Linked DNA regions of Sus scrofa: region 1 is linked to region 2. Evidence: chromatin contacts called from public promoter capture Hi-C data. All regions are on one chromosome and are shown on one strand. Each heading gives the region's core, a stretch centred on a gene start, on an enhancer-like site or on the middle of the called end of the contact. The rest is flanking DNA. Distances are from core to core; before and after follow the strand shown. Region 1 holds the start of CLPTM1 (cleft lip and palate transmembrane protein 1). Region 2 holds the start of TOMM40 (translocase of outer mitochondrial membrane 40).

Evidence for each region. Promoter capture Hi-C pulls out the DNA fragments that hold promoters and counts their contacts.
Region 1: a contact with region 2 is called in a promoter capture Hi-C map of liver, with 7 times the contacts expected there. The contact joins the promoter of CLPTM1 here to the promoter of TOMM40 in region 2. A contact is called at or near these places in 4 of 5 promoter capture datasets (fetal liver, liver and skeletal muscle), 23 of 47 Hi-C or Micro-C datasets (alveolar macrophages, brain, embryonic fibroblasts and 12 more) and 2 of 2 datasets of contacts at active chromatin or transcription factors (alveolar macrophages and skeletal muscle).

The regions. Positions count from the first base shown.
Region 1 is chr6:51,408,810-51,415,489 of Sscrofa11.1, reverse strand. It overlaps CLPTM1 (cleft lip and palate transmembrane protein 1), which reads right to left and starts at 3,716. Exons shown (of 18, transcript XM_003127223.6): 1 at 3,630-3,716. The coding sequence starts at 3,701.
Region 2 is chr6:51,355,252-51,362,373 of Sscrofa11.1, reverse strand. TOMM40 (translocase of outer mitochondrial membrane 40) reads right to left here and starts at 2,218. Exons shown (of 9, transcript NM_001315748.1): 1 at 1,938-2,218; 2 at 1,094-1,161; 3 at 563-655. The coding sequence starts at 2,211. It also overlaps a transcript of NECTIN2 not described here.

The DNA of each region.
Region 1 (6,680 bases), core at 2,467-4,966, 52 kb before region 2:
CCAGTGCTGGCCAGGATGTGGAGAAATCGAAGCAGTTCTACACTGCTGGTGGCAGAAAGGGAACTGCTGGTTTGAAAAATATGGCAGATACTTAAAAAGTGAAACATGCCCCCACCATCCAAACCAGCAGCCCCACTCCAAGGTCTGTACCCAAGAGAAATGAGAACCCGCGTCGAACATCATACAAGCTTATATGCAAATGGCCGTAGCAGTATTATTCGTAAAGCCAGCAACAACCCCGAAGTCTTTCAGTGAATGGCTTGTGCTGTATGGGTGCAATGGAATACTACTTAGCAACAAAAAGGAACGCTGCTGGGGGCAGAGTCACTGTAAAAAGAAGCAAGGGAAGTATTGAGGGAACAGAGGTGTTCTGGGTTTGGTTGCACTGCACAACTGCATAAATGTACTCAATACCCCTGACCTCTACGCTGCCAGCAGGTGAATGTGGCTAAATTACCCCTCAATAAAAAGGTAACTCTCTCTGTGGCTTCCACTGCCCTCGGAGTAAAGGCAAAGTTGTTTCCATGGCCGCCAGGGCCTGGCATGAGCTGGCCCCCTCCCCTCAGTCACCAGCTCCAGCCTCCTCACTGCTCCTGCATCACACCAGGCACCGCCCACCTCAGGGCCTTTGCACTGACTGTTCTCTTTACCTGAAAGCCCCCCCCCCCCCCCAAGCGTCTATGTGACTCCTCCTCCCTCATCTCCTTCAGGTCACCTCCCCAGAGGGCCCTCCTTGATCACCCTATTTAAACTGCGACCCTCCTGCCCATGGCTGGGAGTTCCTACACTCCTCCCGAGCTTTGGTTCTGTCCAAGGCACTTACCACCATCTGTCCCACCATATATCTTTCTTATTTACCTTGTTCACTGTCCCGTCCCCTACCCCACACCATCCCCCAACCTCCAGCCCTCAGCAAATACCTGAGCTCCCGGAGGGCAGGGCCTGTCTTGTTCATTTGTATCCCAGCATGGGCATGAGCCCAGCATGTAGTGGGGACTTCCTACGCATTAGGCGAAGGATGGTTATCAGAGCTGGGGGCCCTGTGTCTGAGCCCCTGGCTGGAGGAGCAGGCTGACTGGGGCAGGAGATTGCGGAGGGCCCGCCCGTGGGCAGGGGAGGGTGGTGGCGGTGGCTGAGGACACAGCAGTGACTAAGACATGGTTCCTGCTCTTCGACCCGCATGCCCGATTTCACACACAATTCTCAGCAACACCCACTACAGGGCCCAGGAAGCCGCTGAGACCATGAGGCTGGGCCAGGGGCCGGGAGGGAGTCAGGCATTCTCCTGGACTGCTGGACCCACCAGGGAATCCCGCCCCGGCCCAGCCTCTGCCTCTGAACCCACCCACTCCACAGATGACAAGTGCCTGCTCTGTGCCTGGTCCTGAGCTGGGCGGTGCCAGGGGCACAGTGGTGACCAAGACAGTTCCGGCTCTGCCCTCCAGGGGCTCCCGGCCCACTGGAAGAGACAAGACAGTGACAGGCCAGAGTGGGCAGGGCTGGGACAGGGGAGCCCTCTGAGAGGGTGACAGGCTTCCTAGGGAAGAGAACACCTGAGGCGTACACGACTAGTAAGGATCAGCCAGGTAAAGAGGGGAGAAGCCTGTGCAAAGGCTATGAGGCAGGACACAGCCAACAAGGCAACCTCCTGGAAATAAAAGAGCCTCACAGCAGCTGATGCTCCTTTGCCCAGTGTCTCAAGCTGGAACAATTTTTTGGCCCCCAGGGGACATTTAGCAATGTCTGGAGGCATGTTTTTCCATCTTTTTAGGGCCACATTTGTGACATATGGCAGTTCCCAGGCTAGGGTCTAACTAGAGCTGGAGCTGCCGGCCTTTGCCACAGCCACAGCAATGCCAGATCCGAGACGCGTCTGCGACCTACACCACAGCTCATGGCAATGCCAGGGATTGAACCTGAGTCCTCACGGAAACTAATCAGGTTCGTTACCGCTGAGCCACGAGAGGAACTCCCTGGAGGCATTTGTGATTGTCACTACTGGGGATGGATGTGTGTCCTACTGGCATCTAGTGGGTAGAGGCCAGGGGTGCTGGCTAACATCCTCCAATGGACAGGACTGCCCCCTACAACGAAGAATTATCCAACCCCAAATGTCAACAGTGCTGATGCTGAGAAATCCTAGTCTAAAGCAAAAAGGCAGATCATGCAAAGCCTTGATCTGCCAAAGAATTCATACTTAATCCTGAAAGCAAAGGCGTTAAGTCTTGAAAGACGATACGGAGAAATGGGACAGGAGGAGATCTGGGGGCCAAGGGGGTGTCTCTGTAAACTCAGGGCATCAGGGCACCCTGAGACCTAGTCTCTCTGACCACCTCCCACCCAGTAATCAACAGACACTCAAGAGGAAGAAAGACCTTCTTTTAGTGAGACTGGAAGGCCCCTGAAGTTAGGGGCTGAGTCTTCACTCTAGCCCTCACTCAACAAACACTTCCTAAGGGTGCCCCAAGGACCAGGCCCTGGATGAGGATGCTGAAAAGATCCAGACCAGGAATGGTGGCTCTGCCACACAATTCTCACCCCAGTGTCTTCCCCAGGTGACATTATTTGCCCCTCCTCTGGGCTCCTGCAGTCCCTGATAAAGACTTTGTGCCATCACCCTTGTCAGTCAGGACTATCATTCTTTGTTTACACGCTAGTCCCTTCCTCAGTAGAGTGAGAGAGAAAACACCAAAGGGCTGGCCCTCCTGTCCAACCCCTCCATGTACCCCTGGAGAACTGAAGGTCCAAAGGGGAAAAGGTACTTGCCCAAGGTCACATAGAGTCAGCTTCGTTCCCCCCACCCAACCTGCACTCCTCTCCCCCAGCTGCCTCCCACGTGTCAGTGACATCCTAGTGGGTGGGTCGGCAGCACCTGGCTGTCACTCCATTGATTCCCTAAATGGCTGAAGGATGGCTGCCTGAACTAGTATGTTCTGCAGCCTCAGTTTAGTTTAAGTGGCAATGGGTCAGAAGCCATCAGCACCAGGACTAAGTCCCCCATAGGGCTAATTTATGCTGCAAATACACCTAGCTCAGCCCCCACTACCCTGTTTCAGCAATGTCTGGTAAGTTCTAAAGGAAACGGCCCCCAAATCTAACCTGGGTGACCTTCTGCAAGCACCTTCCTTACTCTGCTCTTTAGACTCCTGTCTGTAAAATGGGTCTGTTCAGCGCGTGCCCTTAACCCATGACGGTCACCTAACTTCCCCAGACTTAGAAAACTCCCAAGTAATCAATCATTGCCCATACCTCGGGCACCGAGAAAAAGACCCCGTGAACGCCAGCCCACTGTGAGAACGGTCTTGGAGCCCAGGATCGCGGAGTCAGGAGAGAACCCAAGGCGCCTGGGTACAAGTCTGCGCCCCTCCGCGCCACTGTCTCTTTGGCTCGAGCAACGAGCCGGGTGGTAGCCCGGCGCGAGCGTGCAGGGGACCCGGCGCGCAACAGGGCCCCGGTCCCCGCACTGTCCGGCCTCCCGGATCGCCCGGCCCCGCCTGGGCCCTGTATTCAAGGTCCCTCTGGGCAAGGAGCCCCCAATGCACGGGATTCCGTGAATAGAGGCAGGACACGCCCCGTGGGAGGCCCCCCGAGTGGGGAAGAACCCCTCAGGCCCCTCTCGGCCTCCGTACCTGACCGGAGCCGCCTCCCCCGGCCGCCACTACGGCGCTGCCGGCCCCGTCCGCCTCCTGCGCCGCCGCCATCTTCCCGCTCCGGGTCCCCGCCCCCGCCGTCAGCCCCGCCCCATCCCCGACGGCGCCAGCGCGATCGCGCGAGATTTCACGCTTTGCCCGACCTGCCGGCCACCGTATCCGGCAAGAGCGCTTCAGCCACCCTCTCAGAAGCCGCTTCCGGTTACGGAAGGGCGAACCAGGCCACCGTAACACCCCCTCCTTCCCGTTGCAACCTGAGTATTTTCACCTGGTGGGCACTGCGTGCCCCGAGCGCCCCAGACTTCTTTGGCCAATATGTGTGCTTCCCACAGCTTCCATTCTTTCTGTCCTCTCCCCCCAACAACCCCGCCTCTTCCAGTTAATATCATCCTCGCCGATTCTTGAGCACTTTCCTTTCCAAGTTTCTTGGGCTTTCCCGGCCACCGTAACCCTTCAAGGTGCTCTGCTTGAATCACGCCCCTGCTGCGTTAAAGGAACTTTACTGGCCTCCTTACCGAAGACTCGGAGGGCAGAGGCTTTGGTCAGTGACCTCGCTTCCTTTTTTTTTTTTTTTTTTTTTTCTTTTAGGGCCGCATCCGGGCATATGGAGGTTCCCAGGCTAGGGGTCAAATCGGAGCTACAGCCGCCGGCCTACACCACAGCCACAGCAACACCAGATCCGAGCCGCGTCTGTGATCCACACCATAGCTCACGGCCACACCGGATCCCGGACCTACTAAGCGAGGCCAGCGATCGAACCGCAACCTCATGGATACTAGTCAGATTCGTTTCCGCTGAGCCACAACGGGAACTCCTGGCCTCTCTTCTCAACACTGCCTTTTCCTGTGTTAAGTCTCTCTAGGTTATAATCCTGTGCATTGAGTTACTATTTCAGCGTTCTCACGTCACCACACTTCCAAATTGGACCCTGTCAGCGCTTCCCTAAGTCTTCGGGAGGCCTGGCTTAATGCGCACGCGCGTTCCTTTGCGGTCTTTGCTTTCTAGCAAATCTCGCAGCTGTGGACTCGCAGTTTCCAGCGTTCTGAGAACTTCATGTCTTTTCTTTAGCTATTTTCCTACAGCCCCAGGCCCGAACACGTGTTGAGACCCTTGGCCCAAGGAGGAGTTATAGAGGCCCAGAGAGGACGGAAGACTCAGCGGTTTTTAAAACTTCACCAGTGAATTGGGTGGAAGTCGGACCTGGGTTCAAACTTTGGTTGTGCTACTGCCCGGCTAAATGATCCTTGACAAATAACCTATCTCTTTGGGCCTCATTTTCTTCCTCTTTTACAAACTGGGCATTATAATCATACCCCCTCTTCCTTCACCCCTTTGCTCCGTGGGGTTATTGGAAAGACTCAGATTAAGAATGTAAAGCACCTGGCCGCTTAGTAAATAATATCACACGCCGTTAACTACGTATTACCTGGAAAGGAGACCAGATTTAGCACTGAAATGTTCTAGTTATTTATTTTTCATTTTACTAGATAGATATAAATACATAAACTGTAGATACACCCTCCTCGACTTTCCTCAAGGTCTCAACTCAATAGTATTGTCCCTCCTCGAGGAGTGCCCTCACAGCCCCAGACTGGGTGTGGCCTCGCCTCCCAGTCCTCCCAGATCCCTGGACTGCCCGCTCCGCCCCTGCCCACTTTGCTTCATCCCTGACAGCGGCAGGTGTGTCTTGGAACTTCTCTTACAGATAACAATGGTAGTGGTAACAATTCTGTGAAGTTGTAGGGCCGGTCTTCAAGTCTAAAGGTGAAACAAGGAGTTCCCTGGTGGCCAAGTAAGTTAAGGATCCTGCACTGTCACTGCAGGGACTCAGGTCACTGCTGTGGTGCAGCTTTGATCCCTGGTCCGGGAACTTCTGCATGCTGCTGGTGTAGCTAAATAAATAAATTGAATAAAGGTGAGGTCCCGTCATGGTGCAGCAGAAATGAATCCGACTAGGAACCATGAGGTCTCGGGTTCGATCCTTGGCCTCTCTCAGCGGGTTTAGGATCTGGCGTTGCCGTGAGCTGTGGTGTAGGTTACAGACATGGCTTAGATCCGGCGTTGCTGTGGCTGTGGTGCAGGCCGGCAGCTGTAGCTCTGATGAGACCCCTAGCCTGGGAACCTCCCATATGCCATGGGTGTGGCCCTAGAAAAGACAAAAGACTAAATAAATAAATGTGAAATGAGCATACTGATTAAATCCCGCAGAAGGCAGGCAGATTTGAGATTTTGTGGGACTCTTTCTTAAAGGTACAGAATTATATGTACAAATTTATTTATTTTTTTCTTTTTAGGGCCACATCCATGGCATATGGAAATTCCCAGGCTAGAGATCTGTCTAATCGCAGCTGTAGCTGCCACCCTGCACCACAGCCACAGCAACTTGGGATCCGAGCTGCGTCTGCAACCTACATCACAGCAGCACTGGATCATTAACCCACTGAGCGAGGCCAGGGATCGAACCCACAACCTCATGGTTCCTCATCGGATTTGTTTCCACTACGCCATGATGGGAACTCCTATTCTCCCTTTTTTTTTTTTTTTTTTTTTTTTTTGGTCTTTTTGCCATTTCTAGGGCCGCTCCCTCGGCATATGGAGGTTCCCAGGCCAGGGGTCTAATCAGAGCTGTAGCTGCTGGCCTACACCAGAGCCACAGCAACTCGGGATCCAAGCTGCATCTGTAACCTACACCACAGCTTGCGGCAACGCCGGATCCTTAACCCACTGAGCAAGGCCAGGGACCGAACCCGCAACCTCATGGTTCCTCGTCGGATTCGTTAACCACTGCGCCACGACAAGAACTCCCTATTCTCCCATTTCTAACAGAGCATCACAGGCCAGACCCGCTCTGCACTCCACTAGGGGACGCCCAACACCCAGAAGCTGTGATTTCAGGTTCTAAAGGAATAGAGGGCTGGGGAACCGGAATTTCTGGGTCCTGAGGAGAATGGGTTGGGGGTCCTCAGTTCTGGGGGAGGAGGAGTCTGGGGGCCTGGACTCCTGGGGTCCTGAAGGGAGTGGGACTGGGGT
Region 2 (7,122 bases), core at 969-3,468:
CACAGAATGGGGGTGCAAGGAAGGTTGGTTGAGTAAATTACCTGGAAATGGTTAACATAAGCAAAGACTAATTTAGTCCCTTAAGCCCACCCGTGTCCTGGCCCAACCTCCTTCCAGGCCCCCAGTTTTTTCCACTCCCTTAATAGCCTCCAGACAACTTGAGAAATGCCAGTTCCAAAGCATTCATCTGGCCTCCTCTTGGCCTGTCTTTCCCTCGTTCAAATCTTTCAGTGGCTCTCCACTGCCCCCTAGTGCCCCCGAGGTGAAATGCCTAGCTTGGCCTTCGAAGCCCAGCAAGGATCCACACAGCCCAGCCCTGCCCACTCTGGGTCATCACTGGTGACCTTGGCGTCCTCAGCTTCTCTCGGCACAGGGCTAGGCTGAGAAGTGGAGGGCAGGATGAAGAAATGACCCAGGCTCCAGGGCACCTTGGAGAGACAGACAGCACGTCCCAACACCCTTGGCAGCTCTGACCTCCTACTGACAAAGCCTTCTTTACCTGTTTGGCTGCATTATGTGTTACAAGAAAGATACAATGAATGAATGGCAAAAGGAAGCTCACCTCTGTGGGACTCAGCTGCTTTGTCCCCACGTACGTGACCCCAAAGTGGTAGTTGGACTCCCCGATTGTGCTGAGGGCGACTGTATGGTTCACCTGGGAAAAGAGGGAGGGCTGTGGCGATGAGTCCGAGGACCACGCCCCTGCCCAAGGAATGCAGCTGAGCTCATGCCTAGGACAGCTCCCCTCCAGCCCAGGATCCGGGATCCTTGTCAATCTAGCTTTCCTATCAGGCTGGGCTGGGCTGAAGATGAAGACTGGGAGGTGTGCCCTGACTAGATTGGAAGCTTAGAGGAGGGATGTGCCAGGGCTGGGGCACACGCCTGGCACTTTATTCCTGCCTGGATGCTGGTTGGGGGTGAGGTGCATTATTTCTGGACTCTTGGTCCCCAGACTCTACACTGGTCGCCACGGAGTGGTTAGTCTGGCAACAAGGAGCCCACACCTTTAGGCTGCAATAAAAGGGCTGTGTGGGCAGATGCAGGGGGATGGGGGGGATGACCCCTGGAGGAAGAGGGGCCCAGGAAGGCTCACCTGGAAATGATTACTCAAACCTTTGTTGACTGTGAGCTTGACACCTTCCATCTGAATAGGAAACAGCTCTGAGAAAGAGAGAATGCTGGTTGTCACACTCCGAACACACACACACACACACACACACACACACACACACACACACACACACACACCTCTTCTCAGGTGCCTTCCTTCCCTAGAATCCTCACTCTCCATTCCCCAGGTACCCACAAGCAACACATTGCAAAGTACCCCAACCAATACAGAGGCAAAACAGCCTAGTGTTTTGATGTGCTCAGGATCAAGGCCTTTGCCTACATCCAAATCCCAGGGCCACCACTTACTGCCAGTGTGACAGGAGACACGTCAACTCATCTCAGTCTGTCAATTTTATCAACTGGAAGTTGAGGATATTCACCGCATAGAACTATTGCAAGGGTTTCATGAGTTAACACGTACTGAGTGCCAGTGCTCAGGATGTGGCCACCACTCTTCCATCATAACTATTCCACATCGGGATCCAAAAGCCTTGGCTTCTACCCCCACTGCCCCTTGCTGTCACGGTGACCTTGGGCCTCAGTTTCCCTCACGATCACATGAGGCTGGCTTGGCTGATTCCTGGGGTTCCTGAGGTCCCTAAAGCTTTTCTCTGCTGCCTTGGCATTCCATCCCAAGGTTCCACCATTTGATCCCATCGTTCTAAGCCCCGAGTTCAACGTTGCACCATTCGACTCCAACATCAGCTCCTAACGCTGTGTTCAATGATTCCAGTGGTCCGTGCCAATTCCCAAGGTCCTCAGTGTTCTCCCCCTCCCCCCGAGATCCGGGCCATCACACTCCCGCCGGGCCCCTAGCCCCTCACCCTTGCACTTCCGGTGGCACTCCTCGAACGTGCCCGGGTTGGGCAGGCAGCCACAGGCCCCATCATCCCCGGTCCCTCCAGCGTTAGCGGCCGCAGTCCCAGGGGTCCGTTCGGAACCTCGACCTGTACCAGCCCCAGCGCCCAGGCCGCCCCCGAGCGGCGGCAGCGTGAAGCCGGGAGGAGAGGGCGGAGGCGAAGGCAGTCCCACGAGGGGAGGCGCAGGTGGCGGCGGCGGCCCTGCAGGCGGCGAACTAGCGGCCAAGACGTTCCCCATGGTCGCCTGCAAAGGGAAGGGTCAGAGGGCAGAGGTCAAGGCCCACGGGCTCCAAGCCCTGTCCCCAGCCAACACCCCCTTGCTCGTAACCCCGGTTCTCACCCGCGGCAGCGCCTCCTCCCGGTCTGGGCTCCGCTCCCACCCCGTGCGCCACGCGCAACCGAACCCGCTGCCGCCGCCGCCGCCACCGTCGCCCCGCCCCCCCCAGTCCATTGGTTTAACGGGCCCTTGCGTCCGCCCACCGGCTTCAGGGTCTGGCCTTACTATTGGTGTCGTGGATGAGAGTTCCACCCACTTCCTTGGAACGTCCTTTTCTGTTGGTTCCCACTCGCAGACAGGTCAAAGCACACCTCCCCGTCCTTCCCACTGGCTTGGAGAGCCCACGCCGATTGGTTCGCGATGCCGCGGGTTCCGGTGCTCGCCCGCCATTGGCCTGTGCTGCTTGCTTTGCAACGCCCTTTTGACGTATCGCCTCCGCCCCTTTCCAGAAGTCACCCCCCCCACACTTTCGACTCCGCCCCGCGGCGAAGTTGCCATGTTTATTGGTCGGCCTTGGTCCTTGACGCATCCTGATTGGCTCCGGCAGGTACAAGGTCCTACCCTATTGACGTAATCTATCTGGTGTGTTCATTGGCTAAAGTGCCGGGGTCAAAGGACATGGATAAAGGTGGGTTGCGCGGCAGAGGCTGCTAGGCAGCAAGGTCAGGCCTCGCGTCCCACCAGGCTTCGCGGCAAAGGGGCGGCCCCCTAGTCCTGAGTCGCGGACCGAAAGCCGGAAGTGCTGGCCGTTCCCACAGTGCCACGGGAGAATTCTAACCCGTTACATGAACCCTGTCCTGTTTCTTGTTACCCACAATGCCCCTTACCTATTTAACAGGACAGTTGCCGTAGACCCACCCCTTTCGTTACCCATGATGTCTTCTGGGTCTCCTCCCACCCCTGGCCAAGTCGCTGCGGCTTCTATCTTTGGCCCATTCATTCAGGTCCCATTACCCAGCATGCCTTCCGTCCCATTCATTTCAGTTTGGTTGCCTGTACTACCTTTAGCCCCTTTATGCCCGTTCATTCCCTTCATTCTTCTAGCTCTTCCTTAATTGAGCATCTAGTTTTGGGTCCATTACACATCAGCTCCATTATTCATCCCTCTGTCCCTGGCTTATTCATTCGGATCTATTACCCATCGTGCCCTGAGCTCCTATTAAAACAATACTGGAGTTCCCGTCGTGGCGCAGTGGTTAACGAATCCGACTAGGAACCATGAGGTTGTAGGTTCGATCCCTGGTCTTTCTCAGTGGGTTAAGGATCCCGCGTTGTGGTGAGCTGTGGTGTAGGCTTGGATCCCGCGTTGCTGTGGCCGTGGTCTAGGTCGGCGGCTACAGCTCTGATTCGACCCCTAGCCTGGGAACCTCCATATGCCGCAGGAGCGGCTCAAGAAAAGGCAAAAAGACGAAAATAAATAAATAAATAAATAAATAAATAAATGAAATAAAACATTAATACTTTTGCTTTTGGCCTGTTTTTATTGCCGTTTATTCATTACGCCCAAGCCCCTCGTACTTAATTACTGCTATTTCTCCTTTGTTCCCTTTATTTCTGTCTATTATTCATTAGATTACTGTTGAGGATTCCTTTTCCTTAACCACCATGCCTGGACTCCTTCCCCTCTCCTTCCATTACCCATCACTACGTTTTTGGCTTATGCATTCTTGCTCTTTAGGCCCTCCATTATCTTTGTCATATCTTTTGTCCTTTTTCTTTTTGTCTGTAACCTGTCTTGACTTCTGGTCTACTGATTCCCTCAAGTCCTCAGCCCCCTATTCATTTCCCATCCTGTTCCATCTCCATCCCCTTCACAGCCCACAAAAAAAACACTAGGTGAGACCTGGTCAAAGTACAAACTTGTATCTTGTAGGAAATGCTCTATTACAAAACAATATCACATCCCCAAACCCAGGTGATCCACTTTCCCATCCAGGGAGATGCTTGGTCCAATCCCACTGGACAGGAGTAAAGGGACTCAGTAGTTTTCAAAGTAACAGCAAATTCTCCCAAGGCTGGGGTCAGCAAGGCACACTCAGCATGAGGCTCACCCCATGTAGCCCTGAGTTGGGGCTTAGTTCCCTGTAGATAGGAAATGGGGTAGTGGGGGCTCAGGGAAGGGTCTGTACCCTGAGACTCCTGCCTGCAGGAGGGAGGAGATGGGGAAGTTCTGCTTTGAGCTGGGGACTCCCCTCCCTTCCACTTTTGGGGGGCAGGGTGGGGACTGGGTGAGAGGAGCTCTGCCACCTGGAGGGCTCAGGTCTGAGCAGCAGGATGCCCCCAACACCCACCCCAGCAGACCTACTGGGAGTCACCGTCTGAGGACAAATCAGCGATCTGGGGTCTTCTTTGGGATTTTTTTGGGGGGTGGATCTGGAGATGGTGAGACATGAGAGGTATGATCTAAGGTCACAGTCTTAGGGGTCCTTGGGTGAGAGGTTGTGCAGAAACATACCTTCCCCAGCCCCTCAAGAGTCAAGGTGTTTCCATTGTCATGGCCCATTTCTCTGGGTCAGAGATCATGGATTAGAAGTCTTAGCAGAGCCACCGGAGTAGAATTCAGATGAGATGCATGTGTGTTAACTGACAGTGGCCTGGCCAGAGGTCAAGGAGTCCTACATCCCTGGCAGAAAGCTGAGGGATCAAAAAAGAGAGGCGAGAGGCCAGGGCCATGGCAGTTTACACATACATGGCCCGAGACATGACAAACCCTTTGCCCTGGTAGGAGTCAGAGGGGCTGGAGTAGGACAGGGCATCATAGATGGGGTTGATCTTGTCCAGATAGTCTTCCTCCTCCTCCTCGTCCTCCAGATCCAGGGAAACCCTCTCCGCAGCAGGTGGCCCTGGGGGCACCAGGATGGGGGACCCCACGCTTGTGGCCCCAAGCAGCAGGGGCCCTGACCGCTCTTCCAAGGTGGGCAACTCATGGTATCGAGGCATTTCCTGGGGGCGCAGAGGGAATGAGCCCAAGGTCACCTCTTGAGCATGACACAGAATCTCAATCTGCTCCTTGACCCCCAAATCCTGACCACCCTCTCCTGTGCCAAGCAGACCTCACTCAATATCAGCCCTTGTCACGTGGACAGATGTTGCCCTGGAGCAAACATATGGCTCGTCCCTAACTGAAAGCCCAGGGCGTGAACCCCACCCAGCAATCCTGAGCCTCTCTTTTCTTTTCCTTTCATATTTTTTTTAGGGCCATGCCCAGTGCATCCCAGGCTAGGGGTTTAATCGGAGCTGCAGCTGCCTGCCTACACCACAGCCACAGCAACACAGGATCCAAGCCGGGTCTGCGACCTACACCACAGCTCGTAGCAATGCTGGATCCTTAACCCACTGAATGAGGCCATGGGTTGAACCTGCATCCTCAAGGATACTAGTTGGACTCATTACCACTGAGCCACGATGGGAACTCCAGACTTCAATCTTGACCTAAGCTTCACCTCTAATAGACCTTTGAAACTCGATTTGTCTCCAACTCAACATCCTACACCTGACCTCCAGGAGGCCACTAAGGGCAGGGACCATGTCTTGTCCCAGCTCTGGGCACAGTGTCCGGCAAATGGAGATGCTCGACCAGTCTTCTCTGATGACTTTAACCTCGTATCCTTGGACTTTTACGACCATGACCTTCGCCCCTGAATTCTAGATGCATCTCAGTGCTTTAAATTCAGAGATACAGGAGTTCCCTTCATGGCTCAGCGGTTAACGAACCCGACTAGGATCCATGAGGAAGCAATGGATTCCTGGCCCCACTCAGTGGGTTAAGGATCCGGCGGTGCCGTGAGCTGTGGTGTCGGTCACAGACGTGGCTCAGATCCTGCATTGCTGTGGCTGTGGTGGAGGCCGGCAGCTGTAGCTCTGATCCAACCCCTAGCCTGGGAACTTCCCTGTGCTGCAGGTGCAGCCCTAAAAAGCAAACAAACAAGCAAAAAAGTTCAGAGACACAGCCCTGAACTTGCATTGTAATCTTTAGTGTGTGACCTCTTAGGTCAGGAGGCCCTTTAACCCAGACACCAAACCCAACTCTGTCCTCTCCAGAGCACCTACCTGTTCAGGGCATGGGGCGCCAGCATCAAAGTAGGGAGTCTTGAGCGGGCTGTGCTCCGAGGCCCCCAGCGTGAAGAGCTGGGAAGGCTGTAACGGGAGAGAGAGGGACGGGTCAGGACCCCCTCGCAGTCAGCCTCTCCAGTCAGCCCTCCCTCCCAGCCCCGGCCACTGTGGGGAAACGTGGGCGGGACGGTGGGGCAGCTGGGGGTTCCAGGGGGAGGGCTCACCATCTCTGGCTCCTCCAGCTTCGCCTTGGGCGTCGGCGGCTTGTATGAGGGAGGCCCCTCCAGGCTGTGGGGGAGAAGGCAGGTCAGGTGGAGGCCAAGCCCCGAGAAGCCTGGTAGCCCAGGGCCCCAGCACAGTTCTTGACTCTGCCTGATCCCCTTTCCACTGCCCATGTCCCCTTGCCCAGCTAACTCCTCCACCCTTCTTCTCTCCTGGCTCTCCGGGAGGATTAGGAAACTCCTGGTATATGATCATAACTAGCTACATCTTCCTCGTGGGGTGCTTGCTGGGTTTGTATATGAAACATTACTTCCGGTATCATCCAGCGGCTGTGCCGCACTATGAGCCACATGAGGGCAAAAAACCAGATCTGATGCTGCCAACGGGGTGTTCCCACAACCCACTATGGGGCATGAAGGGAAAATCGTGTTAAAAGAAAAAATGAAAAAAGTGAATGAAATGCTTTCCTGTCCCCCGAATTATGTTAGATTCTGTCATTCTACCTACGCACAGACCAGAGCATCCTGTATCTGTAATGATGATGGCTGCTGACTATGCCTTCAAGCCCCAGCTTGGATGTCCCCGCCTCCAGGAAAT